4 separate regions of the Sus scrofa genome follow, and regions 2, 3 and 4 are each linked to region 1. A link is a contact called in public Hi-C and HiChIP or PLAC-seq data. All regions are on one chromosome and are shown on one strand. The core of a region is the stretch at or near the end of the contact, and the rest is flanking DNA. Distances in the headings are between cores, read along the strand shown. Region 1 holds the start of GRB2 (growth factor receptor bound protein 2). Region 2 overlaps GRB2 (growth factor receptor bound protein 2). Region 3 overlaps GRB2 (growth factor receptor bound protein 2). Region 4 holds the start of TMEM94 (transmembrane protein 94).

What was found. Hi-C and Micro-C count contacts between places; a contact is called where the count stands out from the background. HiChIP or PLAC-seq counts read pairs in DNA pulled down with a chosen protein or histone mark.
Region 2: a Hi-C map of alveolar macrophages shows a contact between it and region 1, with 6 times the contacts expected there. The contact joins the enhancer-like site here to the promoter of GRB2 in region 1. A contact is called at or near these places in 3 of 5 promoter capture datasets (fetal liver, liver and skeletal muscle), 31 of 47 Hi-C or Micro-C datasets (adipocytes, alveolar macrophages, blood and 16 more) and 2 of 2 datasets of contacts at active chromatin or transcription factors (alveolar macrophages and skeletal muscle).
Region 3: a contact with region 1 is called in a Hi-C map of liver, with 2.3 times the contacts expected there. The contact joins the enhancer-like site here to the promoter of GRB2 in region 1. A contact is called at or near these places in 1 of 5 promoter capture datasets (skeletal muscle), 11 of 47 Hi-C or Micro-C datasets (blood, fetal liver, fetal skeletal muscle and 5 more) and 2 of 2 datasets of contacts at active chromatin or transcription factors (alveolar macrophages and skeletal muscle).
Region 4: an H3K27ac HiChIP or PLAC-seq map of alveolar macrophages shows a contact between it and region 1. The contact joins the promoter of TMEM94 here to the promoter of GRB2 in region 1. A contact is called at or near these places in 9 of 47 Hi-C or Micro-C datasets (embryonic fibroblasts, fetal heart ventricle, heart right ventricle and 3 more) and 2 of 2 datasets of contacts at active chromatin or transcription factors (alveolar macrophages and skeletal muscle).

The regions. Positions count from the first base shown.
Region 1 is chr12:5,938,373-5,944,939 of Sscrofa11.1, forward strand. GRB2 (growth factor receptor bound protein 2) reads left to right here and starts at 2,351. Exons shown (of 6, transcript NM_001137628.1): 1 at 2,351-2,481.
Region 2 is chr12:6,001,919-6,008,485 of Sscrofa11.1, forward strand. GRB2 (growth factor receptor bound protein 2) reads left to right here. Exons shown (of 6, transcript NM_001137628.1): 4 at 2,649-2,771; 5 at 5,934-6,102. Among named protein-coding and RNA genes, the nearest start is that of SLC25A19, 28 kb to the right of the region's middle. Within about 2 kb of position 2,738, at least 22 of the 83 cell types and tissues checked have an H3K27ac peak or open chromatin away from gene starts, as enhancers often do. A contact at or near this core is called in alveolar macrophages, epiblast stem cells, fetal liver and 5 more, where this site is marked.
Region 3 is chr12:5,983,383-5,989,949 of Sscrofa11.1, forward strand. All of the region lies in intron 2 of GRB2 (growth factor receptor bound protein 2), which reads left to right. Among named protein-coding and RNA genes, the nearest start is that of GRB2, 46 kb to the left of the region's middle. Within about 2 kb of position 4,014, at least 9 of the 83 cell types and tissues checked have an H3K27ac peak or open chromatin away from gene starts, as enhancers often do. A contact at or near this core is called in alveolar macrophages and liver, where this site is marked.
Region 4 is chr12:5,903,168-5,909,734 of Sscrofa11.1, forward strand. TMEM94 (transmembrane protein 94) reads right to left here and starts at 2,622. Exons shown (of 32, transcript XM_021066635.1): 1 at 2,081-2,622.

The sequences.
Region 1 (6,567 bases), core at 1,101-3,600:
ACTGCAACTTTCCCTTCACTTCCTCCTCCTCTCTGCCCAGCAGCTCAGCCCTTCCCTTTCATTTCTTTTTTTTTTTTTTTTTCTGGCCACCATTCTAGAACAAAGAATCAGAGTGGGGAAAAAATATATAGGTTATAGAGCAAGGCAGGTGTAGGTTCAAATCTCAGATCTAGGGGTTCCCTGGTGGCTCAGCAGGTTGAGGATCCAGCATGGCCACCACTGTATCTTGGAGTCATTGCTGTGACATGGGTTGGATTCCTGGCCCTGAAAAGTCTATATGCTGTAGCCGCGGCTAAAAAAAAAAAAAAAAAAAAAAAAACACCAAAAAAACTCAGATGGAATGTACTGGGGTTTCCTTGGGTAACTTCCTAACCGCTTTAAGCCTCAGTTTCCCAGTCTGTAAAATGGAGAGAGTATCCAGTGTAAAAACACCATGATATCAGCATACATCACGTGGTAGATAGATGGTCCTCTTGTTCTTTTCCCCTCATGCCAGACAGCTCCTGCTCAAAACCCTTCAGAGGCTGTCATTTGTCAGCAAAGCCTCAGCCGCACATCTTGGCCTTGCCTCCCATTACTCTGCTCCCTGGATCCTAAACTCTGGCTGATCTGGAAGACCAGCGATTCCATCACTCCCCCTCCCTGTTTCCAGGTTATAGTTCAAATGCCAAGTCCTCCCTGATTGCCTGAGCTCCAGGTAACTGGCCCCCTCCTTTGCAGGTCCTACATGTGACCCTTAGGGCCAACTCTTCTGTCTTGCAGACCAGACAACTCTCCTCTAGAAGACAAACTGCTGAAAACAGAGGCTCTGTCCAGTTCATTTATCACCCTGCGTGCCACGCATGCAGCTGATGCTTGACAAATACTTGGTGAAAGAATAATTCATACTCTTTATTTCAACGGGCTTGTTTTCTTCAGGGAATCATGTTTTGTTTTGTTTGTCTTTTTGGCCTTTCTAGGGCCCAGGCTAGGGGTCCAATCAGAGCTGTAGCTGCCGGCCTACGCCAGAACCACAGCAATGCGGGATCTGAGCCGCGTCTGCGACCTACACCACAGCTCACGACAACGCCAGATCCCCAACCCACTGAGCAAGGCCAGGGATCGAACCCGCAGCCTCATGGTTCCTAGTCAGATTCATTCACCACTGTGCCAGGACAGGAACTCCCACGTTTCTTAATTTTTATATCTTGCTCTTTTGGTGGCTTCCGGAATTCACATCACCGTCAGATGCTCTGTTCTCTCCTTTGATTGGGACTGAAAAATAAGAGTTACTCCTCCAAGCCTCATCTTCTGCCACTACCAGGTAACTCACCCCGCCTCATACAGGAATCAAACTACTTCGCGTTGCAGGGAACACGATGCCCACGCCTCCGTTCCCTCGTACGTGCGTGCTGTTCCCTTTGCCTGGAATGCCCTTGCAATGGCTTCTCTGGCAAACTCCTACTCATCCTCCAAGACAGCTCAGATAACGCCACAGCGTTCTCCGAGAACGCTTTTCTGAGATGGGAGGAGCGGCGACCCCTCGCCTCTCCTCAGCCTTCTCCAAATAATTCTGACCGTACTTATGGTATTATTTGTTCTTTCCCTCCTATAGATCTTGAATTCGTTTCTGTGCAGAAAGGGCCCGGATTTCTGTTCTTAGTTGGACCCTCTATACTTGACACAGTGCTTAGAATGTACTAGGCACTTGGTTCAATCGATGAGCGAACGAATATGTTCATTCACCTAACGCAGCAGAGTTTGTTTGGACCAGATTCTCAAATATTTCCAGACCTGATCCTCTATTTGGCTTGCTTCACGTGGGAGGGAGATTCCCCCCCAACCCCGCCAAACTGGGTTGGTGGAAGGGGAAAACGAAGTGATTAGGGTGTGCATAAAAGTCCTTTCTTGGCTGGGGGAAAAATGTAATTGTAATGTATACATGTAAGGATAACCTGACCCCCTTGCTGTACAGTGGAGAAATAAAAAAAAAATAAGTTGATATCGGCCATCAAAAGTAATATGACAATTGAATCATGCAAATGTGGGGCATAAAAAAAAAAAAGTCCTTTCTTTCGGAGGTGAGTTGTAATTGACCCGCTCTGGCACCGAAAGGGTTACGGCGACCCAGGGGTGGAGCCCTGTCGGTGCCACCTGCTGCGGGGCGGCCTGGCGCCTGCGCTCTGGCCTGTAGCTGATCTACCTGCGGGGGGCCTGGCGGAGGAGGAGCGCTTGCGCTCTGGGCCTTTTCCGCCGGGGGAAGTCTCGCGGGGGCGGGGCGGGGCGGGGCCGCACAGGGAAGTTCTCGCGGGACCCCGACCAGGAGCGGAAGCGAGGCGGCTGTGCTGCTTCAGCTACCGGACCGCGGCGGCGACGACGAAGACTGTGGCGGTGACGGCGGCGAGAATAGGCGCTGCCCTCGGGGAGCAGCAGAGGGGTCTGCGGCCGCTCGCACCGCTGCAGAGGGGCCGGCCGGGCGTGGAGCGGAGCAGCTGCGCCACGGTGAGTGTGGCTGGCGGCGACGGCGCTGCTCGCGTGCTGCTTCCTCCCCGCTTCGTCGCGGGAGTCGGCCCCGGGGGACCGGGCCCAGGGTACCGTGGGCTGCCGGGCCTGGGGGTCGGGAGTGCGAGGCTCCGGGCGGGGAGCGGAGCGCCCGGGCTCCGGGCTCCATGTTTCCCCTTTTGGGGCGCTTCCTTCCCGGGGACCGTCCTCTCAGTACCCTTGGCTTGGAACAGAGCCCTGGACGAGAGGCTGGGGGCTCCTGATTTAATTTTATGCTTTCTTCGTGAAGGTTTGCACAGGGGGGACCCGGAGAAGCCCGAGAACACAGGGTAATCATTCTGTGAGTCAGTGTGACTTGGCCCGGGAGGCGGGGGATTCGAGGCGGGTTGCAAATATGGTGATTGATGCTCCTTCGACCTATACGGCCACCACGTCACCAACTCCTGGTGTTTGGGGGCCGAATTTTGGGAGGAAACCCACCAACCCTATTAATACTGTGAGCGAGGACGTTTGTTACCGGAGCCAGTAGAAATACCTTTACTTTTATTGCGCTTTTTTTTTTTTTTTGACTGCTTCCCTAAAAACATTTGTTAAGAAAAGTAAGCAGCAGTTAATCGGAATGCTCCGAAGAAAGATTTCCGTGATCGAGGGCAGAGAATCGCTGGCACTTTTCATTTGCAGCTCTCTCTGTGTATAGGATTGTAAAGCCATGCTAGTTAACAGCTTATTTAGGGAGTTCACCTAGGCTGGCTTCAGATGCAGCAAAAGTATACTTTGCAGAAGAGCCGAAGTGCCCTCGCGGGTTCTGTCTTTTGCTACTCTTGAGTCTCAGAAGAGGGTGGAAAAGAAAGGCGCACTAGAGAAATTCGCTTTAGTCTTCTGGGCTTTCTAGTCCCTCTGTTCACTTTGCACTCCACAGTTGCTGCCTTTCTAAACTTCTCCCTTGTCTTCTGCGGCCACGAAATGCTTACTCCGTATAATGCAAGTCACTTGCCCCCTCCCCCCTTTTAGTCTAATCTACTTCCCCTTCCTCCTTATTGTCCCTTTTGGCATAATTTTTTGAGGTTTCTGCTCTTTCGCCCGTTCGTTTTTCTCCCTCATTTAAAGATTCCGTTTCTCTCCCGGAAAGATGATGCCCTCTTCCCTGCTTTATCCTTTGCTGTGAAGCGTCCACTGTGTTTCTTCAGTCAGCCAGAAGGGTTGCTAGAGAGCTGTGCGAGACTTAAGGTCTCCCCCTGGGAGCTGGGAGGCTCAAAGGATTGAGTTCAGCCGTAACCAATACTGCACTAATACTGCACTAGATCACAAGTGTAGCTTGCTGGTGTTTTTGTGTTTTAGTTGTTTTTTTTCACTTTTAGATCGCATTTTTGTGCCTGCTCAGGTTTTTCTATGTCTCTCTTATGTTAGTAAGGAAGATTGGGTCAATTTGGGGCTCATATGCCTTCTTTTTGGCTTTTAGCGGGGGAGGCGACTTAAAAAATGAAAACCAACCATAGACACCTATATTACAATCAAGAGAGCTTGAACCATTTAAGGGAATAGAATTTATTTAGACTACTGATGAATTAATTAAAGCTTGCCTGTTGGAGTAGTACTAACTTATTCTTTCCCAGGCTTTTAAAGATCAGGTGTCTCTTCCTGCATCTGCTATAAGCAGCCTTCTTTGTTATTGTTGCTGGGCTTGAGGGGGGAAGGCGGTTGACAGAAAGAAATAACTATGTTCTGTTGGCCTTTCCTTTGTTTAAAATGTTCTGAATCCCCCAAATTTAAAAAGGTTAATTCTTGTAATCAGCTTTGTTTGTTACTAAAAGCAAGCACTCAAATGCTTGAGGCAGTTTACTTCCTCAGCAAGTGTGTTCAGATTTGAGGGATTACTAGGTTTTTCAATACAACTAATTGATGGTACTTAGAGATTTTTCCCCGAAATTCTTGTTACCATGTTGCACATTGTGTAGCAACAGTTCTAATGGTTACTTAGAACAAAAAAGTAATAGATTTTGGAGAAATGAAGTAATACGGAATAGAGACCCACTATGGTTTCCTGAGAGAAATTAATAGTTATTCGCTTAATTCAGAAGACATTTCTGGCACTCCTGAATGACTATTGAGAGCCTTTGTTTTTTTTTTGTTTTTTGTTTTTTGTTTTTTTTTTGTCAAAGTTGGCTTTTTCACAGTTGTGCCAAGTGGATAGGCGTTATTTTCAATTTATGCAAAGACATTATGCATCATCTGAGATGTAAACTTTAAAATCTGGTAAAGATACCTTTACAGTACAGCATGATTTTTTAAATTTAGCATGCATAAGAATTACCTATGAATCTTAACTTAAAATTAGGTTCTGGAGTTCCCGTTGTGGCTCAGTGGTTAACAAACCTGCCTAGGATCCACGAGGACGAGGGTTCGATCCCTGGCCTCGCTCAGTGGGTTAAGGATCCAGTGTTGCTGTAAACTGTGGTGTAGGTCGCAGATGCGGCCCCATCCCACATTGCTGTGGCTGTGGTGTAGGCCAGCGGCTTCAGCTTCAATTCTTCCCCTAGCCTGGGAACTGCCATATGCCACAGGTGCAGCCCTAAAAAGACAGAAGACCAAAAAAAGAAAAAAAAAATTAGGTTTTGGGCCTAAGGCCACTGTGCTGCAGAACTTCAGAAGGCACCTCGTAGTGAATCAGTCCCTGAAAGAGGTGATTTTGATGTAGCTGGTCCAAGGACCAAAACTGTTGTTACAGAATGCATCCATAAATTGAGATGGTAGTGTGGCTTTAAATTACTCAGCATAAAATTACACTTTCAGTGTATACAGAGTAAATTTTTAAAAGCCTAACAGAATAAGTGGCTGTAGATATGATTAGTTGTTGTATGTGTGAATATTTGAGCATTGTTAGGACTTGGTGTGGAGCTATTTAATTTGAAAGTTTATGCTTAATAGGGCTGTTAATTTGCCTGCCAGAGAGTTCTTCAGAGTATGTATGTAGATGGAAGTTCTGGATTATTGTGAGAACACGGGGGCCGATATTTGAGAAGGGGCTGGTGGTGCCGGTAAACACCTCTTAGCACTCTGTGCCGGGCACTCGGCTAAGGCCTTTTACAGGTGCTGACTCTCTTAATTAGTAAAATGACCTAATACGGTGTAGATGCCCTTATTTTCCCCATTTCCCAGCTGAAGGATACTAAGCATTAGAAAATGTAAGTTATTTCTCTACTGTTGCCCACTCAGTTAGTAAATGGTAAAGGGACAGTTGAGTCCAGGTCTAATTCCAGAGCATCAGTAAGATTTTGGTTTTTGTTTTTTCTAGCTACAAAAGCAGTTCATGCTTATAGTAAGGACAATGAAAATACAATCGAGATGTATGGTAGGAAAGTAAAAATATTCTGTGATCTCATTTCCAGAGATAATTATTGTTAACCTTTTGAATTTTTTTTTTTGTAGCACGCAATATATATTATTTTGCTTTATATACTTATATAGAAAGATATTTCTTAGTTACGCTCATGGAAATAGGTTAGAGATGTAGTATTTTGCACATGGTATTTGTGTCACTGTTTCAAGTGAGGTGAATCTTGGAAGTGGAATGGCTTGCCCAAGGGTATGTACTTTAAATATTTCAGCAGATACTACAAAATTACTCGCCAAAAAGCTTGGCCTAATTAACTCCCTGCTAGAGTATGGGTTCTGTGATGGTTTTATTATTGTAATCCAGTACCAAGCATATTGTTAGACATATAGTAGTTGCTTATAATGTTAAATTAAGAAACATTGGATCGAGTAAAGAATGTTAGTTCAGTGTATTACAGAAACTGGATGTTATAAATCTTTTTTAAACATTGACCTTTGGTAGATGAAAGAAGTCTCATTGTTTTAATTTGCTCTTTGTAATATTAATATTTAATAATGAGAACATCTGATAAGTTTTAAGTAGGGTCACATTTTAACTAATTTTGAGTGACTTAATGTCAGGCTCTGTCCAAAGCACTTCACATGTATCTATTCTATAGACTACCAATTTTAATGCTCAGTGAATCTTATAAAGTAGGTGATACTATCCCCATTTTACAGATGAGAAAACTGGGGCTTTTTTAAAAGGCTAGC
Region 2 (6,567 bases), core at 1,488-3,987, 64 kb after region 1:
ATCAGGAAGCATCCAGTTCAGGCCCCTGGCTCCGTCGTGGTGTTCTCCACAGACTGGCTGAAAGGCAGGCAGTGCTCATCACAAGCTCTGAAAAAGGAAACCGTTTTGCCAGAAAAGCCCCTGACCTTGTGCCTGTGTGCTCGTTGGCCTGACAGGCCTGTTCCACGTGACGGGGCTGCCCTGGGCCTGGATGTCCAGGAGAACAGGGTCGCTGCTGGTTTCGCAGCTTCGGGAGAGCACGGCGTGCCAGGCCCCCCTTCCTCCCCTTTCTGGTTTTTCTTAGGGAGGAAGGGGGAAGTTTAAAATGGAGTGTGACCTCATGCAGCATCTGAGCTAACAGATTAGACGCAGACTCCAAAACGACTGTTGGCGTTCGAGTCGCACCATGAGTTGTATGTACTGGGGGTGGGTCCAATATATGCTTTTCACATTCAGTGCCTCTCGATGGAAGCCTACGGGGTGTGATGAAGAATTGAATTGGAAAATGAGCTGCCCACTCCCATTAGCTTTCTCCCTCCCTCGTTATTTTTCCTGTAGTATAAACCCATCTTTTAAAAAAAAATGAATTAAAAAAAATTGACCACAGCCGTGTGGTTACACATAAATATTGCCATTAAAAGAAGTTCATTAAATTTATCAATAATATAAAATGCTGAGGAAACATGAGGGGTGGTGTTAAATGTCCTGAGAGTGCCAGCTGTTCCTCACACAATGTCACACTCCTTATGTTGGGGGACATCCTTGAGGGGGAGAGGGGGTGTTTAGTGAAAATGGGAGCAGATACGAAAGAAGTCTTTATTAAATAAAATGGTCTCCTACTCATTTTCTGTTTTTCAGTGTGGCTGCTTATAACAGGGGGTGTGTTTACTTTGTAAAAATTCCAGGTAGAGTGTTTTGCCTCACTGCGGGTGTTTGTTTGTTTGTTAATGGAAAATAAAAATGAGTGGCTTTTCAGCTGGGAAAGCAGTGCCACCAGCTCTGTATATCTGTGCCCTGTGAGGGCAGGTCTGAAAACACAGGCCTCTAACCACCAGCCAGCATCGCTGCCCCAGGGAGCTTGAGGGAGGAGCCCTGCTTTTTATTTTTACTTCACGCACATCTACGCTATTTTAATTCATATTCATTACTTTTACCTTAAAAAGGGGAAACAGAAAGGAAAATGCCTATCTGGTGGGAAAATGGGGGGGGGGGGGGGCAGGAGGAAAGAATGTGGCTCCCAGCCAGATGCCTGCTGCGCGGGGGCCTCGTAAACCAGTAAACCAAGCGCCCAGGGACCAAGACAGTGCTCACGCGTCCCCGTGCTGTGAGCTGTCCTTGCCCAGTCGGAGGGCATCCTGCCGTGCTAATCCGCAATTTCTCTGTGGGCACTGGAGGCCTTCGCCTCGAGTTATGTGTCAGGGCAGGAAGGCAGGTCGGTTGTACCAGCTCCTCCGCGCAGCTCGGCGTTATAGCACCCCAAGTGCGAAAGACACAAGGATGCAGATTTTAGGGCTGTTTTAGGTTATTGATGGCAACTTCTGACTGTACCCTTCCTCGCAGCTCACGTCCTTCTGTTGGGATTTTAGTATAGTGTATTATTTCAGAGGCATCTTGTGGTGCAGTTGCTTATAAGTAAGATGGATGTGTGGTAGGTTTAGAACCTTAGTTGATGCTTTGGTGCCTTTGCTTTTCTGGTTTGCGGATACACTGCCTGTTAGCTGCCCCGTAAGGAGTCTGATGAGGCCCATAGGTCTTTATTCGCTTATAAGTAGCGTTGTTGCTTTTTTAAAGTATTAGCTCGGTAAAGACAGCTTGGCACAGAGCACTGAGTTTCCAGTCATCTCTCCCAGTTAGTTAGGGCTTCCCTGTGGAAAGGGAGGTGGCTGTGACGAGATTGCTGCTCCTCTTCCTCCTGGTCGGCCCCCGGGGCTCCCACACTTTCCCTGAGTTCCCCTGCTTTCTCTCGTGACCAAAGTGAATGAGCACTGGGAGCAGAAGAATCTATAACTTGCTCCAAATGAAAATTCGAAATTTGCAACTAGCTGCCTCTGCACAGGGTGAATTATGGCATATTCCCGACGGCTCCTAAAAGCCAAACCCTGAGCGGTGACGGCAGAGAGAGGCCTGAGAGGAATGCAAACCGCCGCCACCACCTGGGGCTCTTCACCGCCAGGACCTTTCCCCTTTGTGCTGTTACAAGAAGTAGCCCTGCCTGCAGCTTCTGGGCCTTCCAGCTTCCCTGTCCCTGTCTCTCCATCCCATGTGGCAAGGCTGCCGCCTTATCAAATGGCTGCAGGAAGGGCCCATCTCCCCCTCTGTGGTTCATCCTGTGCTTAAGTCAGTAGGCCTGGGCTTTCCCCGCTGCCTTGCTGATGAGTCAGGAGGGGCCCCAGTGGGCTTTGGCCCAGGAGGCCCATGTTCAGGTGTCTTTCTCTGTAGAAAGAGTGGCCCACGATGGTGTCTTCTGAGTCACTCTGGAGAGTGGGGAAGCGAGAAGGCTTTGAAGGGATCTGGTCCCTCTCTCAAGGCGTGGTCGGGACGGGCGGGACTGGCAGGGGAGAGGGGCCCCTCCTTTGGCGAGGAGTTCTCGGTTCCTCACATTTCGGAGGCTGGATATCCCGTTTCTTTGTGGGGAAGCAGATGTTGACTGGTTTGCCTTCCTTCCTTAGGTGGTTTTTTGGCAAAATCCCCAGAGCCAAGGCAGAAGAAATGCTTAGCAAACAGCGGCACGATGGGGCCTTTCTCATCCGTGAGAGCGAGAGCGCTCCTGGGGATTTCTCCCTCTCTGTCAAGTAAGTACTTCCTGCTCTGGTCGCCTGGAAGCCTGTCTCCAGCTGATGGCAGTTGTGAAGCCAGAGGCCAGGCGTCTGACTACATGCACCAAAGGTGGCACACTGGTTAAGGTTTAGCTTTGGCAGTATTTTACACATCAGAAAAGCTTACATTAAAATCCTCATTTCTGGTTCCTCTAAAGAATCTAGCAGCTCCAGCAATACTGGGTTTAGGACTCCCAAGAGGGAAGTCTTCAGTGGCTGAGCAGCGGCAGCACTTGAGAGAGCGCACACTTCCCTCTTTTCCCCAGTCCCCACCACTCTGCAATGCTCTCCACATACACCACTCTTTCCTCCTCCGAACATCCTGCCCTTTCTGGGCTTCCTGCAGCTCTGTAAGTGATCAGCTCCCTTGTGCCCCTTTACCAGGTGTCTAGCTAAATCTGCCAGCATCATCCTAGGCCTCCCATTGACTTCAAACACAAGGGTTTCTTTCCCCGGTGGGGAATGTAACGTTGGCAGGGAGCTGTGTGCTCAGAATGGGGGAGTACCGGGAGTTTTACCATCTTGGGAATCACAGAGAATACAAATTGGAACTTTGACAACACTAAACTAATCACTCCCCATCCGTGACAAAGATTTCAAAGTTGTCATTTCCATACATTTTGATTCAGTCCATTTCTAGTTAATATCACAAGAAACCCTGACCTAGGAATCTTACAAATCACTTCATTGTTTATATGGCGGAGGTGATTAGATTAAAACTCAGCTCGCTTTAGTATGGATTTACATTATTTTTAAATGGAGGCTGTAAAATATTTTATTTTCCATTTACAGATGATATAAAGATTTTTCAGTCTCAAAAATAAACTGGGTGCGTTCCCGTCATGGCTCATCAGTAACAAACCTGACTAGTATCCATGAAGACATGGGTTTGATCCTTGGCCTCATTCAGTGGGTTAAGGATCCAGCATTACTGTGGCTGTGGTGTAGGCCAGCAGCTGTAGCTCCAGTTTGACCTCTAGCCTGGGAACTTCGATATGCTGCAGGTGCAGCCCTAAAAAGCAAAAAAAAAAAAAAAAATCAACTGAATACCTTGTTTCATTTTGGGACCAAATGAGTGGTTAAAGTGTAGGGGTTTTTTAATGTAGATTTAAGTTTAAATTTTTTGTATCCTTTTTCTCAGTGAAGTTGTGGGAGGTGGTTTCAGGTGATATTTGCAGTATCTTACAGATAATGTTTCCAGTATAGCTAGGTCTAGTCCCAACATGAAAAAAATCAAGCTGGATCTGATTTTCAGTTTTCCTCTTTTAACAGTGGCTTTTTTTTTTTTTAAGTAGACTTTGGTTTTTTAGAGCAGGTTTAAGTTCACAGAAAAATCAACTGGAAGGTACAGAGATTTCCCGAGTACCCCGACTCCCACTCACATGCATAGAAACAGTGGCTTTTTGATGTGCTTGATTAAACACATGCAAATGAGGATCTGGTGGGTGAAGAGCACCTTGAGGTGGAAAAGGCTTTATGCTTCTCATTAACTCTGGTTTCTTCGTCGGTTTTCCTTACACTTTATACTGACCTGAGTATAAATCCGGCCGAGGAAGACCAAGAATACAAGCCATTAACTGGTGATTGAATGATGGCCCCAAACCCTGAGGCAGCTGGTGTTCAGTTGTCTGATGACTAGTCCCTGCCCATGCCCTGCGGTGCCCACTGGGCAGCTCCCAGACCATGTTCCATTTTATCACGTAAAACCTTTAAAGAGTTTGTTTTAGAAATTCGAAGCAGATGTCCTAACCACCTTCCACACATAAGCATTCTTCTAGAGGAGCTTCGGGAATCCAGTCTCTCGTTTCAAGGCGTTGTGGGTCCGTGATGGAAAAACTTCGGGAGTTAACAGCTCACCGTCAGGGACCCTGTACCCCTTTCAGGAACCACCTCTGTTACACGGTGGGAGTGCCCTTCCACGGGCCAGAAGTGCCATTTGAATGCCCTTCTTCCTCATACGGCTTTTATCCTCGTCCATCTTTTTTCTCTTGAAATAGCAGTGCTGTTTCTAAGCGCTTCCTACTCGTGGCTTCCTTAAAGCTCAGTGCTGCCACCTGCTGGGTTGTTTTTAAGACGCGTTAATGCCTTAAAACCAATGGCAGAAGAGAGTCCTCCGCTCGTTTTGCAGATGGTTGTAGAGTGCCTTGTGAGGGACGGGCAGCGCCTTGGTGGAGCTGATGTGCTGGGCCGACAGCACGGTGTCTGTGGGCCGGCCCACTCAGCCAGGCTCGGGCTGGTTTTCTGGGCCAGCGTGAAAGGTGGCATTTACCGCTTTACCAGGTGGTAGAGGGGAGGGGGTAGGAGGTGCCTGGGCCTTTTTAGTGTCCCAGCATGTTTTGTTCTGAGATCTTCTCCCCACAAGTAGACCTAAAATCCTTGAGCAGAAAACAGGACTTTTCGGAGTTCCTGTCGTGGCTCAGTGGAAACAAATCTGACTAGCATCCATGAGGACACAGGTTCGATCCCTGGCCTCACTCACTGGGTTAAGGATCTGGTGTTGCTGTGAGCTGTGGTGTAGATCACAGATCCGTCTTGGATCCGGCATTGCGGTGGCTGTGGTGTAGGCTGGTGGCTATAGCTCAGTTTGACTTCTAGCCTGGGAACCTCCATGTGCTGCAGGTGCAGCCCTAAAAAGACAAACAAACAACAAAGAGAGAGAGAAAAGAAAATATGGCTTTAAACCTTTCCTAGGTACAGGAAAATCGCTAGAAGTATGTCCCATCCCTTCTCACCTTATTTCCTGTCCTGTCTCTTGTAGTCTCTTTAAATATCATACAAGATTTTAGTCCTTTTATCTTTTGGTACAGGGCAGGGAGCGGCTTCCACAGGTTAGGACATTTCTCTTTTTTATTTGCAAACTTCTTCAGAATTAGTCTGACAAGGTTTCTGTGTCTGGAGAGGTGTCTTCATGTTGACACTGGTCATTGTCGGCCGAAACGGAGGGGTCAGGGCGCTTGGTGACTGTCCTGCCTCTCCAGCCAGCCGGTCAAGCTGTGCTCCAGCCCCGGGCCCTCAGGCTGTGCGGGGCGCGGCCAGAACATGAGTTCTCCCAGGATGGCTCCTTGCTCGGCAGGTGGCCCCTGGCAGCCAGGACAGAGCCCTGGGACCTGTTCTCACTGTGTCCTCTGCCCTCCCCAGGTTTGGCAATGATGTGCAGCACTTCAAGGTGCTCCGGGACGGCGCTGGCAAGTACTTCCTCTGGGTGGTGAAGTTCAATTCTTTGAATGAGCTGGTAGATTATCACAGATCTACATCCGTCTCCAGAAACCAGCAGATATTCCTCCGGGACATAGAACAGGTGCCACAGGTGAGCTTCGTAAGGGAGAGATGGGGGTCCCTTTTATCAGTGAAGGGTGGCGCCTCAGGCCAGCAGGTGTTCTTTCAGAGGGTTTACCTCTGGGCCTTTTTTGCTCCTTATCCAAAATGTTATCCTTAATTCGTGTTAAAGATTTGAAGTTTGAAACAAAAAAATAATAGTCTTGCCCCCTCCAGAGGCTGCTTCCCTGAAGCCGTGGGTCTCTAAGGTACACTTGAACACACCCTCAGGTAGCCGTTCCCTGGCACTGAGCTGCGGGGAAGATCAGGCGTGTGAGGGGCGGGGTCCCCTCAGTCCTGTGTTCGCTGTCCTGTGTTCTGGTGGGCACCACCGCACTTCATTCAGGCTCTTAGCCTCTGACCATAAAACCCGAAGGATTTTATAAGTGTTAAGGTGATAGGAAGTAAAACTTTTGCACCTCTGGGATTGTAAACGAAGCCCCACTGGCTGTTTCTG
Region 3 (6,567 bases), core at 2,764-5,263, 47 kb after region 1:
CCCCTGGCCTCACTCAGTGGGTTAAGGATCCGGCGTTGCTGTGAGCTGTGGTGTAGGTTGCAGACGCAGCTCGGATCCCACGTTGCTGTGGCTGTGGTGTAGGCCGGCAGCTATAACTCTGATTTAGACCCCTAGTCTGGTAACCTCCACATGCCGTGGGTACAGCCCTAAAAGGACAAAAAGACAACAACAACAAAAAAGTAATGTCAGTTTTTTGTAGATTATAATTGTATAGCAATTAAAATACCACCTCAACGCAATTGAAGGATTATCCCTTTTATACATTTTATTTTTGGTGAAACATAACCTTTGTCTAAGTTTTAAAGTATGTCACCTGGAGAAGCCTAGGCTATGGCTTGAAATTTGATATCCTACCTGTGCTGCACTGTGTTCCCTGTTCCTGCAGCAGAGGGTGGGGGGTAAACTCAGAGACTTAAAATAATGCATGTGAGTTTTTTAATGTTCATTTTAGAGACTTTTCCGAACAATCTAATCCTCCCACCCCATCTCTTCTGGCCTGGCTTATGGCAGTACCCCCTCAATTAAGTGGTCTTCCTGCTGCCACTTCTGTCCCTCAGGTCTCTGTGCCACACGAAAACCAGAATCATCACCTGAAAGAGCAGGTTCAGCCCATGGTTTCCCAGAATCCTCATTCCCCCCTTCAGAGCCCTGCGAGGTCTGGCGCAGTTAGTTCTCTTCCTCTCTAACTTCTGGTGGCTCTGCTTTTCACACACTTCCCTTGGGTTTGGCATTTCGGTCCCAGACGTGCTAACCCCCTTCCCACCCGAGCACCTCCATTCCCGCTCTTCCCTCTGCTTGGACAGTGTCTCTTCACACTCATTTCTGTCCTCCATCCCTTCCCCCGAGCCTCCCTCGCTGAGACCTGCTCACACTTAGGGATTGCAGTTGAAATGTCCCTGCCCAGGTGAGCTTTCCCTGACCCCTGTCGCTGTGCAGGATTTGATTGGGTCTCCTCAAGGTGTGCCCTCATCCAGAGCACTCTGAACCTTTCGTCATGGAACTTTACACCTGAAGTTATAATTACCCTACTTCCCCTACTGTCAGCTCCTTGCAAGTAAGGATTGCTTCCTTATTGTGGCACCCCCAGCACGTAGCACAGACTCTGACTCAAAACGGACACTCATACTCCTCTGCCTCCTGAGTCTTGCTATAGCAGGTCTTTGATTGTTGTACCAGGATAGAGTCTTAAGAATGGCGTTCCTGGGTTAATAGGTGTGCGCGTTCAGATCTTTGACACCTGTGGCCAGGATGCTTTCAGCAAAGCTCATACACCTTGCTCTGCTCCCACCAGTACCGTCCCCCCACCATCACTGCATATTAACTTGCTTTCATCTTTGCCAACGTGATCATCCAAAGAGGGGGGAGGCGAAGTCTATCAGATGTCTTAGTGACAGAAACAGGAGACTGGAACAGACCACTTGATCTAGTTACTCTAGGCATGCGCACATGATATCCTGTCCTTGCAGATTTCTGGGCTCCAAGACTCTTCCGCCTTGCTGGTGGCACTTGCGCAGAGTGGAGGAGACCGTGAGGAGGATAGCTTGTCTTACCTGTTGGGTGTTAGCTTCCAGTGGAGTAGCATTGCCACAGTGATTACCTGTGGGAGGAGACTCTGCTTGATTGAGCCCCATCCAGCCACCTTCAGTGTCTGTAATTACCATTTGTCACTTAAACATAAGACAGCTTCATTGCAGGAGTGCCTGGCAGAGGATGGATAGCAAGCAAAGCGTGACTTCACAGCCGTCAACTCCCTCTTTATTGAACCCCAATTAAAATATAAAGGAGAAGATGATGGAGTTCCCGGTGACTCAGTGGGTTAGGGATCTGGTATTGTTGCCACTGTGGCACAGGTTGGATCCCTGGCCCCAGAACTTTCATATGCTGCAGGTGTGCCATAGGTAGATAGACAGGTAGGTAGATAGAAGAGGGCTTTGTTGCCATAACTTTGAAATACTCTGTATTGCTCTGCCTTTAGGTTCTTGCTCCATTCCTGGTTGGTTGAAGTTGTCCCTTTTCTAGTTCCTCCAGACTTGAATTTTCTATACCAACCAGGCAGCTCATTTGGAAACTGAATTCCATATTCAACTCACAATTAGCAGTTTCCCTTATCCTACTTTTTACTTATTCCCTCATTATTTGCATACAAAGTTCCCTTATTATTTACATGCAAAGTTCCCTTATCTATAAACACTTCCGAGGGTAAGGACTGTGTCTTCTCCACCAGCCCCCCTTTTAAAATCCCATTGCAGGAGTTCCCTTGTGGCACAGCAGGTTAAGTATCTGGCATTGTCACTGCAGTAGCTGCTGTGCTGCAGGTTGAATCCATGGCCCAGGAACTTACCCATGCCATGGACACAACCAAAAAAGAAAATTCCTTTGCAGCTAGCGCAATGCTCTCAGTCTAGTAGACGGTCAAACATTAATGAAAAGTGCATTTCAGGAGTTCCCGTCATGGGAGTTCCTGTCGTGGCGCAGTGGTTAACGAATCCGACTAGGAACCATGAGGTTGCGGGTTCAGTCCCTGCCCTTGCTCAGTGGGTTAATGATCCGGAGTGGCCGTGAGCTGTGGTGTAGGTTGCAGACGCGGCTCGGATCCCCTGTTGCTGTGGCTCTGGCCTAGACTGGTGGCTACAGTTCCGATTCGACCTCTAGCCTGGGAACCTCCATATGCCGCAGCAGCGGCCCAAGAAATAGCAAAAAAAAAAAAAAAAAAAAGTTAGGAGTTCCCGTCATGGCATAGTGGTTAACGAATCCAACTAGGAACCATGAAGTTATGGGTTTGATCCCTGGCCTTGCTCAGTGGGTTAAGGATCTGGCGTGGCCATGAGCTGTGGTGTAGGTTGCAGACATGTTGCTGGGGCTCTGGCATAGGCCGATGGCTACAGCTCTGATTTGACCCTTAGCCTGGGAACCTCCATATGCCGCGGGAAGCTGCCCTAGAAAAGGCAAAAAGACCCCCCCCCAAAAAAAAAGTGCATTTCAAAGAGGACAGCTACTGGGGTTACCATTGTGGCTCAGTGGGTTAAGAACCCAACTAGTGTCTATGAGGATGCAGGTTGGATCACTGGCCTTGCCCAGTGGGTTAAGGATCCGGTGTTGCTGCAAGCTGTGGTGTAGGTCACAGATGCAGCTTGGATCTGGTGGTGCTGTGGCTGTGGTGTAGGCCGGTAGCTGCAGCTCTGATTCAGCCCTTAGCCTGGGACCTTCCATATGCTGAGGGTTGGCCCTAAAAAGAAAAGCAACAACAACGAAGGACAGCTACTGTCAGCCTAGTTATGACCGGATTACAGCTCCTGGGTTTTCATACCCTCACCACCTTTGTCAATACCCCATAATTATTTTAATAGTAAATGGAATTGTTTGGTTGCTGAAGAATGTTAGACTCAAGGCTCTTTTATAATGTCCTTCTCCCAAGTTGTTGGTACAATTTGGTTATTTCCTGTGATCTGTTTGTCCCATAACAAATGTCACTTTATATAATGAAATACCTCCTTAATGAGTTCCAAAGGATGGATGGAACTGATTTGAGGGGAGTTTCAGCCAGGGTCCTTGTAGGAAACACAACACATTTAATTTGGCTAATTTGAGGGGGGTGGGGGAGAGAGAGAGTGAATGTGTGTGTGTGTGTGTGTGTCTTTTTGGCAGCATATGGAAGTTCCCAGGCTAGGGATTGAATCTAAGCTGCAGCCGCCGGCCTACACCATAGCCACACCAGATCTGAGCCACATCTGCAGCCTACACCACAGCTCATGGCAACACCAGATCCTTAACCCACTGAGCGAAGCCAGGGGTCAAACCCAAATCTTCATGGATACTAGTCAGGTTCTTAACCCACTGAGCCATAGTGGGAACTCTAAGGAGACTTTATTAATGAGACTGTCTTACAAGATCTGGGCAGGGTTCCTCTAGAAACCACAGGGCATGGTGCATGCCCATAGCTAGTAACCGGTAACATCATGAGGCCTGCAGAAGACAGTGGGGCAAAGGAAGCGGAAGGCGTTACCAGGCCCTGGAGGAGGAACAGACTGAGTCAGGAGGGCTGAGGCCTGCAGTTACTGCTCTAAGGTTATCCGCAGAAACTCCCAGACAGGAAGCTGCCTTCCGTGGGCCTCCCCGCTGGGGAGCAAGAGAGCCTGCAGATGTGGTCCATACAGGTGGGGGGCACAGAATGGTGGAGAAGAGTGTCAGCTGGATCGGGAGAGGCGGGTGGAAGCTGGCAGCACGGGAGTACCACCCATGTTTCACAATTAGCTTTTTACTCATGGTGGCTTTAAAAGAGGGAAATCTGCCCAGCAGCTCTGTATAGCTGCTTTTCTAAAGTGTTTTTCAAGGAAAAAATCGGTGGCCAAGAGGGAGCCCACTGAGCCACATCTACCCACCCAGCTCTTTTGCTTCCATCTCCAAAAAGTATCTTGAATCTGCCTCCTTCCCTGTAGCCCACTTGCCCACCCCAGTCACCTTTCACCTGGGGGCTGTAGTTGTTCGGCCTGGTCTTCCCTGCCCTTCGTCTCACAGTGGGCCCTTGAAATGTTAGAAAAATGCAGAGCGGACTCTCAGAAACTCTTCCATGACTTCTGAGCATCATCCTCAGCTTAGCAATTTGAACTCCCTCATTTGCATTCTAGACCTGCCTGAACCACTCACAGAGATCCTTTGGGGGTGTCCCCTCAAATGCGACTCTCTGACCACATTACCCTGCCCTCCCAGCCTAGGGTCGTCCCTCTCTTTTCTGCTCCCTAACCCCCTATGCTTAACTCTGATCCTCTGATCCACATGTTCAGTTTCCTATTTACCTGTCTAATCGTCTCCTTTGACCTCCACCCTGGGAATGGGATGGGGACTCTACCCTGGTCCCTCCGTCTGTCATGCGACTGCAAACTCCCCAGCCACAGAGCTAGATTAGCTCCTTCAGAAGTGGAAAATGGGAGTTCCTGCCGTGGTGCTATGGGTTGAGAATCCAGCTGCAGTGGCTTGGGTCGCTGTGGAGGTTCAGGTTAAACCTCTGGCCCAGCCCACTGGGTGGAAGGATCCAGCATCGCCGCAGCTGCAGCGTAAGTTGCAGCTGTAGCTTGGATTCAGTCCCTGGCCCAGGAATTTCCATATGCCACGACTATGGCCATAAAATGATTGGGGGGGCGGGGAGTGGAAAATGCCTTTGGAACTAGTTTGGCTTGTGTTTTTTGGTGTTTTTGTTTAGTTCAGAATGGTAGCATTCTAGGGGTAAAAACCACTGGCCTTGGGAGTTGCCATCATGGCTCAACAGTAATGAACCTAACTAGTACCCATGAGGACGCTCAGTGGGTTCGGGATCCGGTGTTGCTGTGGCTGTGGTTTAGGCTGGCAGCTGCAGCTCTTATTTGACACCTAACCTGGAAACTTCATCTGCTGCCCTTGCAGCTCTAAAAAGACCAAAAACAAACAAAAAAACAAAAAAAAACACTGGCCTTGATCTTGGTCATAGATCCTTATGCAGCTGCCAGTGATTAGCTCAGCGACTGATGCCTTTTGCCTTTTATTTCTGTTATGTTCTGTGAGGTGGCTTTCGGGTGACAGGATGACTGTAAATCAGTAGACCCTGTTTGGCTCACGTCTTGAGTCAGTAAGGCCTGAGTGAAACTTAATAAATTTTTTTGTCATTAATGGGGGAGGGGGGCTCGTTGGGCGCCCCTGTTTTATTTTGTTGTGCTGAGGCAACAGGAAGTGAGATGGAACTGATGATGTGAAAGCAGATAACCGCTGCTCCCCTGGCCTAGGAGGCTTTGTTTTTTATTTTGTTTGTTTGTTCTGAGGAGAGGGTTGTAGAATTTGACCTGTTACATGAATAGGGACAGTAGCTAAGTATATATATTGTTAAAGAATTAGCCATAGTTTGTGGTTATTTGGGTTATTTCCTGTTCGGAGTTCTGATACCATTAATAAAGGTTTTACTTTTCAAGGTGAGGCGGCTTAACCAGGCTTTTAACGGCGGCCAGCTGTGGCCAAGGGCCCCGCCGGCCCTCCGTTTGCTCCGTAGCGAGCTGGGACATCCCCCGTGTTCCTTCCACTCAAAGTTCTGCACAGGCTGAGCAGAACTAAAGATGCAGAGAATGTAACCCAGCTCACGCTTGGTCCAGGAAGGCTTCCTCTATCCCCTAAACTGGATTTAGGCCTTTCCCTTCAGTGTTTGGGAACTCAGATGTCTTCTGTTGAACTGACCCTGGCTGCCTCCTACCCGCGATTCCCCCTCTCCTGGCATCCATCACCCTGTGTTGCCACCAGCAGTTTATCAGACTCAGAGCCTCCTGGGAAGGGTGTCCACGCTACCCTCAGCTCACCAGCTCGGGGCTTGGCCCTCTCGTGGCCTTGTGCTTGCCTGGTGCAGGCTACCGCATGACGGCTGAGGTTTTCCAATGGGCAGAATTTTCTCTCTTGAGACTCCCTCACATTTTCTCTGTCTGCCCCTGCCCCCAACTCCCCCAGTCCCCTGCAGTTGGAATTCTGACAGTCTTGAGAACATTTCACTCTTCCATTGAGCCGTCAACTGCACTAAAGTAATGTCTTCTGCAA
Region 4 (6,567 bases), core at 1,372-3,871, 35 kb before region 1:
AATCCAACTGCAGCAGCTTGGGTCACTGCTGAGGTGCAGGTTCCATCCCCAGCCCAGTGCAGTGGGTTAAGGATTGGGCGTTGCTGCAGCTGTGGCTCAGATTCAACCCCTGGCCCAGGAACTCCCATATGTGGTGGAGGGGGCCTAAAAGAAAGAAAAGAACCTGGAGCTCCCGTTGTGGCTCAGTGGCTAATGAACCCAACCAGTATCCATGAGGACTTGGGTTCAAACCCTGGCCTTGCTCAATGGATTAAGGATCCGGTGTTGCCGTGAACTGTGGTGTAGGTCACAGATGCAGCTCAGATCCCACGTTGCTGTGGCTGTGGCACAGGCTGGTGGCTACAGCTTTGATTCAACCCGTAGCCCCGTAGCCTGGGAACCTCCATATGCCATGGATGTGACCCTAAAAAGACCAAAAAAAAAAAAAAAAAAAAAAGAGGAGGAAAAAAGAAAAGCTAATAAGGAAATTCCCTGGTGGTCTAGTGTTTAGGATTCAGTGCTTTCACCACTGCGGACAGGGTTTAATCTCTGGCCTGGGAACTGAGATCCCACATCAAGCCCCTGCACACCCCAGCCAAAACAAACAAACAAACAAACAAACACAAAAACAGAAACAGAAACAAACCTAGTTAAGTGCCAGACCATATACACCACCTCATTTTTTTTGGGGGGGGGAGCTTTTTAGGGTCGCACCCGTGGCATATGGAGGTTCACAGGCTAGGGGTCAATTGGAGCTGCAGCTGCCGGCCTATACCACAGCCACAAAAACGTAGGATCTGAGCTGCGTCTGCGACCTACACCATAGCTCATGGCAACGCTGGATCCTTAACCTATTGAGCAAGGGATCAAACCCGCAACCTCATGGTTCCTAGTTGGATTCATTTCCTGTACCACCTCATTTTAACGCTCACAGCCACCCTGTAAGAAGCTGAGAGAAGTCAGGGAACTTGATTGTCTTAAATTCCACCAAGGAAACAACCAGCTCTGGCGGATAAAGAACTCAAGAATTCTGAACTTCAGAATTCCAGTCCTGGCCCCTGGTGGCCCTGGCCCTTTGTAACTCTCCCAACAGTTATTAGGTTCCACATCTGTAACAGAGAAAATGTTAAAATTCCCTCCCGATGCCCATCTTCTAAGACTATGCAGGGTCAACTGAACTGTCACCGCCGCTGAAACGAGTGTCTTGGATAAAGCATGAGAAAATGATCATCGTCCCCCCGGCACAAAAATCACATAGTAGAAGGAAAACAGATTCAAGGCAGAGCTCCCTCTTACTTTTCCCCAAGAGCCACACACGAAAAAGAGGGTGGGATGTAGCAACACGTGACCAAACCCATGCCCGCGCCAAAGCAGCCCGTGGTCACACACCAATGAAAGAGCAGGGTTTCCCTCGCTGCTGGCATTGGCAGGGACTCGTACCACCGCTCGCGAGGGATTCTAAGAACAGGACTTCAGCGGTGAGCAGCAGAGGAACAGAGCACCGCACAGAGATCAGTTTATGGGGTGGCAAACAATATTCCCCTGGTTGCTTCGAATGAGTCTTTAAACATTCTGGAAAGGCGGAAGAGGGCGTAAAAAAAGGCAGGGCACGCTCCAAACTGCTGAAGGTTGAAAAGCCCCTCCGGCTCCATCCACCTGGACACAGGGGACACGATCAGCACAAGGGCCCGGGCGGCAGAGGAGAGCGCGCGCAGGGGGAACAACCGTCGGAACTGGGGCCAGGATGGGGACTCCCGGAGATCTATAAATACACTGGACACCAGCGTCGGAAGCCCTCTGGGCCAGGGCCCAGCCACAGCAATCCTGGGGCAGGGAGTCTTTGTTGGCGGGAGGCTTCGATGTCTGACGCAGGACCCCCAAGGGGCCAAGCCAGGGCCGAGGGTAGGTGTGAGTATCTGGGGAAAGGAAATGGCCAAGAGTTGGAGGCAACGGCCTCCACCTAAGGGATCCCCTGAGGCCATTCCCTGGGTGCAGACCCCAGACTCCCCTCCGCTAAGCCAAGAATCCGGAAGCTGCGGAAGCCAAGCCCCACGCCCCTTTGCTCTCCGTGCTTCAGGGCCACGGGTCTTCACGTACTTACCAGGGCCCGGGGTGTCCTTCTTCGCCTGCGTCCTCTCCCCTCCCTGCCCCCTCCTCACTTCACATCCCCTCCTCCAAGGACTGCAGCCATGCCCGTTACTGGCAACTCCTAGGGGTCGGCTTTCCTTCTCAGACAACAGAGACGCCGGTCGCAAGCTAAAGTCCTGGATCCTGATTGGTCTAAATCAGAGACGGGCGGGGAGTTCTGGCTTCTTATTGGTTAGGAGGAGTGCTCGGCTGTAGCTGCATCCGCCCCTCTGAGAGCCGGGCGGAATTAAGTGCCAAGAGATGCCGGCGTGAGAGCGCGCTGCCACTATCCATCCTTGTGCGTTGCGCTCGGCCGTCTTCTGATCCGGAGATTCTACCAGAGGCGAAGGCGCGACTTTCCTCTCGATTAGTTTTCCCTCGGAGTTATCCTAAAAAGGTCGACTAGACCTCCTGCCCCCCGCCTTTCTTTCTTTTTAAAATAGGCCCTTTGCAGAGCTCCTGTGTCTCCTACTTTTAAGCTCCCTCCTCGTTGCTGGGTACAAATCCTTAGAGACACCTTGCTCAGAGACCTTGGAGGGAGTCCCTCAGGGACGAATACTGCTTCCAAACCAAAGCTGGAGAATCTAAGACAGTACTGCAGTTTTCTCCTCAGCTCGGCCGAACTCCAAAGGGAAAACAAGTTAAAAATTTTTTTCTAGATAATTAGAGAAATCGCCTGAGAGACCTCTCTTGGGAAAACAAAGCAACCCTGTGTCAGTATTTACTTCTGTTTTCCCAGAGATCTAAGTCTGGAGAGTTGGGGTTTTTGTTTTTTGTCTTTTAGTCTGTTTATAAAATTGGAAGAAGGTCATGGCTGGCCCTGGGAAGCAAAAGCCCCTTCCCCCTTTTAGTAATGAGTTTATGTAATTATAATCTCTCTTTCTTCTCAGCTGGACAAGAAGTTGCCATGTCGGGTACCTAATCTTCTGTTTGAACTGTTTACCAGTTGTCTAAGACTGGTAGAATCACGTCACTTTCCTGCATACAGAAATTTGCAGTTTATCTTAGCCAAAAGAAAAATTCACATCGCTCTACCGGAAATGCAAAGTCCCTCATAGGTTGTCCCAGACATGCATTTCTCAGCTTAACTCCCCACAACCCAAACTACAGAGATTTACCATCATTTCGTAAATACCTCTGGGACCCTCCCACCATTGCTCCTTTGCCCAAGAGGCTCCCTGTGCTTTGAAGGCTCTTTCTTACCGATAAAGCCAATGTTCAAATACACGCCCATGCTAAAGGCCTACCTCAAACAAGACCTCCCCTAAAGCCTTCCCTGACTTTGAGTCACTGAAATTCTCCCTACAGCACTGTACTTTTTTGTGTGTCTCCATTGCTGACTTTACAAAGTAAATATGCTTTCCACAGGACTGTTTCTGTAAGCGTTTAAACTCCTAAAGGCAGCGGGCTTATCCTGGCAGACCCCACAGCTCCTTGCTTGGAGCCTGGTACCCCGTAAATGTTTGCTGAACTGAACTAGTCAATTTCCTGTACCTTATGTCTTTTCACATCATCCCAAAAGGTTTATATGACTGCGTTCGGAAGGTTATTATTATTGTTGTTGTTGTCTTTTTAGGGCTGCACTCACGGCATATGGAGGTTCCTAGGCTGTGGGTTGAATCGGAGCAGTAGCTGCTGGCCTGCACCACAACCACAGCAACGCTGGATCCAAGCTGCGTCTGCGACCTGCACCACAGCTCACAGCAATGCCAGATCCTTAACCCACTGAGTAAGGCCAGGGATTGAACCTGTGTCCTCATGGATACTAGTCAGGTTCGTTAACCATTGAGCCACGGTGGGAACGCCTGCATTTGGAAGGTTGGCAGATGTAATGTAATCATCCTGCCCTGCTCCACGTTCTACCCATCTGGTCTCCTCTGGCCATACTTGTTTCTTTTTTTTTTTTTCCCCAGTGGTTCCTGTGGCATATGGAAGTCCCCAGGCCAGGGGTTGAACCCGCACCACAGCAGCAACCCAAGCTGTTGTGGAGATAATGGTAGGTCCTTAACCCACTGCGCCACAAGGAAACTCCCATCCTTGTTTCTTTTTCCTTTTTTTTTTTTTTTTTTTTTTTGGCCACGCCTGTGGCATGGGAAAGGTCCCAGGACAGGCATTGAATCCGCGCCACAGCAACGACCTGAGCCACAGCAATAACACCAGATCCCTAACCCATTGACCCACCAGGGAACTCCTGGCCATACTTGTTTCTCTGTTTCATTGGGTTTTATGAATATTAACCAACAAATTTAAACTAAGTGCCTACCAGTTTCAGGGGTTGTGTCCTTCTCCTACTAACCATCCCCTCTGTCAGTGCCCCCACCCAGCCAAAAGTAAAACTTCGCCTAAGAAGCCCTGGATCCAGAACATACCCATACACCCACTCTAAACTCACCCTGGCTGGACTTTTTGTGGCTCTGAGGTCCCTACGTCTGTGTCTTGTTGGTTGTCTAGCAACCCCAGGCAGCTGCGTAATCCTTCTTCTGGAGCTTTCCCTGTCTCTCTGCCAAAATGACCTTGATGAGAAAACCAGGGCCTTCCAGGGGGGATGTCCCAGCCACTTCATCTATTTCCCTTTCAACATTCCTCCAAGGGAGAGCTACTTCCTTTCCCCATCCGTATGCTCGTCCTTTCCCTGACCCCAGCCTATTTCCTGTCTCTAGGCTCAGCTTATGCTCTTCGCTGTGCCTGAAATGCCCTTTTGCTTTCGTTCTAACGCCCCATCATCCATGAAGTTCAGGTTGGCTTGTCCCTGCTCTGTTTTCTCATAATTCCCTGTAGATGACTCCATCATCTCCACACGGACCACACTGTTTGACGTCTTGGACAGGAAAATATATTAATAATGCATTCGTACCCCAGCGCTCTCTCTCTCTCCCCACTGCCTGATAACGACGGATTCTGTCCGTGCCTGTTAGGTTGCCAGATCATTGCACAGTTATCAGAATAATAGGGGAAAGGTAGGGCAGAGAAGGGCGAGCCTTGAGTGGTTTGGTTTACTCTGGGTGGGAGGCAGAGTGATGGGTGGCTGAGAGCAGATGGATTTGAAAAGAGGGCAGGAGCAAATGAAGAGAGAAGAGCTGGAACAGTGTGAATTAGGGAAGAGTCGGAGGAAGGTTGGAGAGAGGAAAGAGAAGCTTTAGGGCAGAGTGAGAAAGGCCTTAGGTGAGTAGGTGGAATACCTTTCCCCTATCAGTCAGATACTGTACAATGACCTGGGAATCTAACAGGTAAAGACAGAATCCCCCTTAGCAGACAGGAGGAGGGAAAGGATTTTAAGGTTTCTTGTAAATCATTTTTGTAATTCCCCCTTAGACACTTTTTTCAAGAGACTGCAGTAAGATTGGAAGTGGCTTTGCAATTATTTTTGTGGGTTTTTTTGGCAATTATTTTTGGATGCCAATTATCATTTATTACTATATAATTCTCTCCAGAGACTGGACATAGCCACCACTAGGCTTTATGTTGTTGATGACATTGTCTATGTGTCCTTTCTCTTCCTGTGAGTCCCCTGTGTCCAAGGACTATGTCATTTTCATCTTGTGTCACTGTTTTGTCTTTTTGGCCGCACCCAAGTCATGCAGAAGTTCCTCGGAGCCAGGGATCGATCCCATGCCACAGCAGTAACCCAAGCCACAGTAGTGACAACGCTTCACTGCTAGGTCACCAGGGAACTCCCTGTCACTGTTGATTAACAAAGTACCAGGCACACAGTAGGTGTCTAATACATGTTTGTTGAGTAAATGAGTTGGTGCTCAATTATCCTCTTTCTCTAGCATCTTTAGTTGCTTCCTGGACATCGGGTCCTTTCCCCTAACCATATACACGTACATAGTTCTCATCTCCCCTTAGAACAAAAGAAGGAGGGGGACAGACAGTGGAGGGGAAGGAAGAAAGAGAGGAAGGAGGAGGAAGAGGAGAGCCGCCAGGAAGCTCCCTCTCGGATTATGATGCTGTGTCTCTCTTAGACTAGCCAGTGTGGTAACACCTGACGACCTCACCTTAGCTATTACAGTCAACAGAGAATCACTGCTTCATTTGTTTTGGGATCCTGGGGAATATAAGAGACATAGCTGAGAAATTCTACAGCAGCTAACTTTAAATAACCATGTTTCAACTGTTGTTAAATCAGTCTGGAATACGCCCCTTCAAGACCGACCAATGACGTCATGCTGTGTTGGTCTACCTGCCAACGGGTCAGCACGTGTTTACTGAGCCCCTGCCTGTGCCAGGCCTGGGGCTGGTTGCTGGGCATGCCAGTGGCGAGCAAAATAGTGAGAATCCCTGCCTTCGCATCGCTAATATTCTAGTGGAGGGACAAGATCTTAAACAAGTAAATATGTCATCGCAAGTGTGCAGGGAGTTGCCTCTGTGGCTCAGTGGTTAACGAACCCGACTGGGACGCATGAAGATGTGGGTTCGATCCCTGGCCTTGCTCAGCGGGTTAAGGATCTGGTGTTGCTG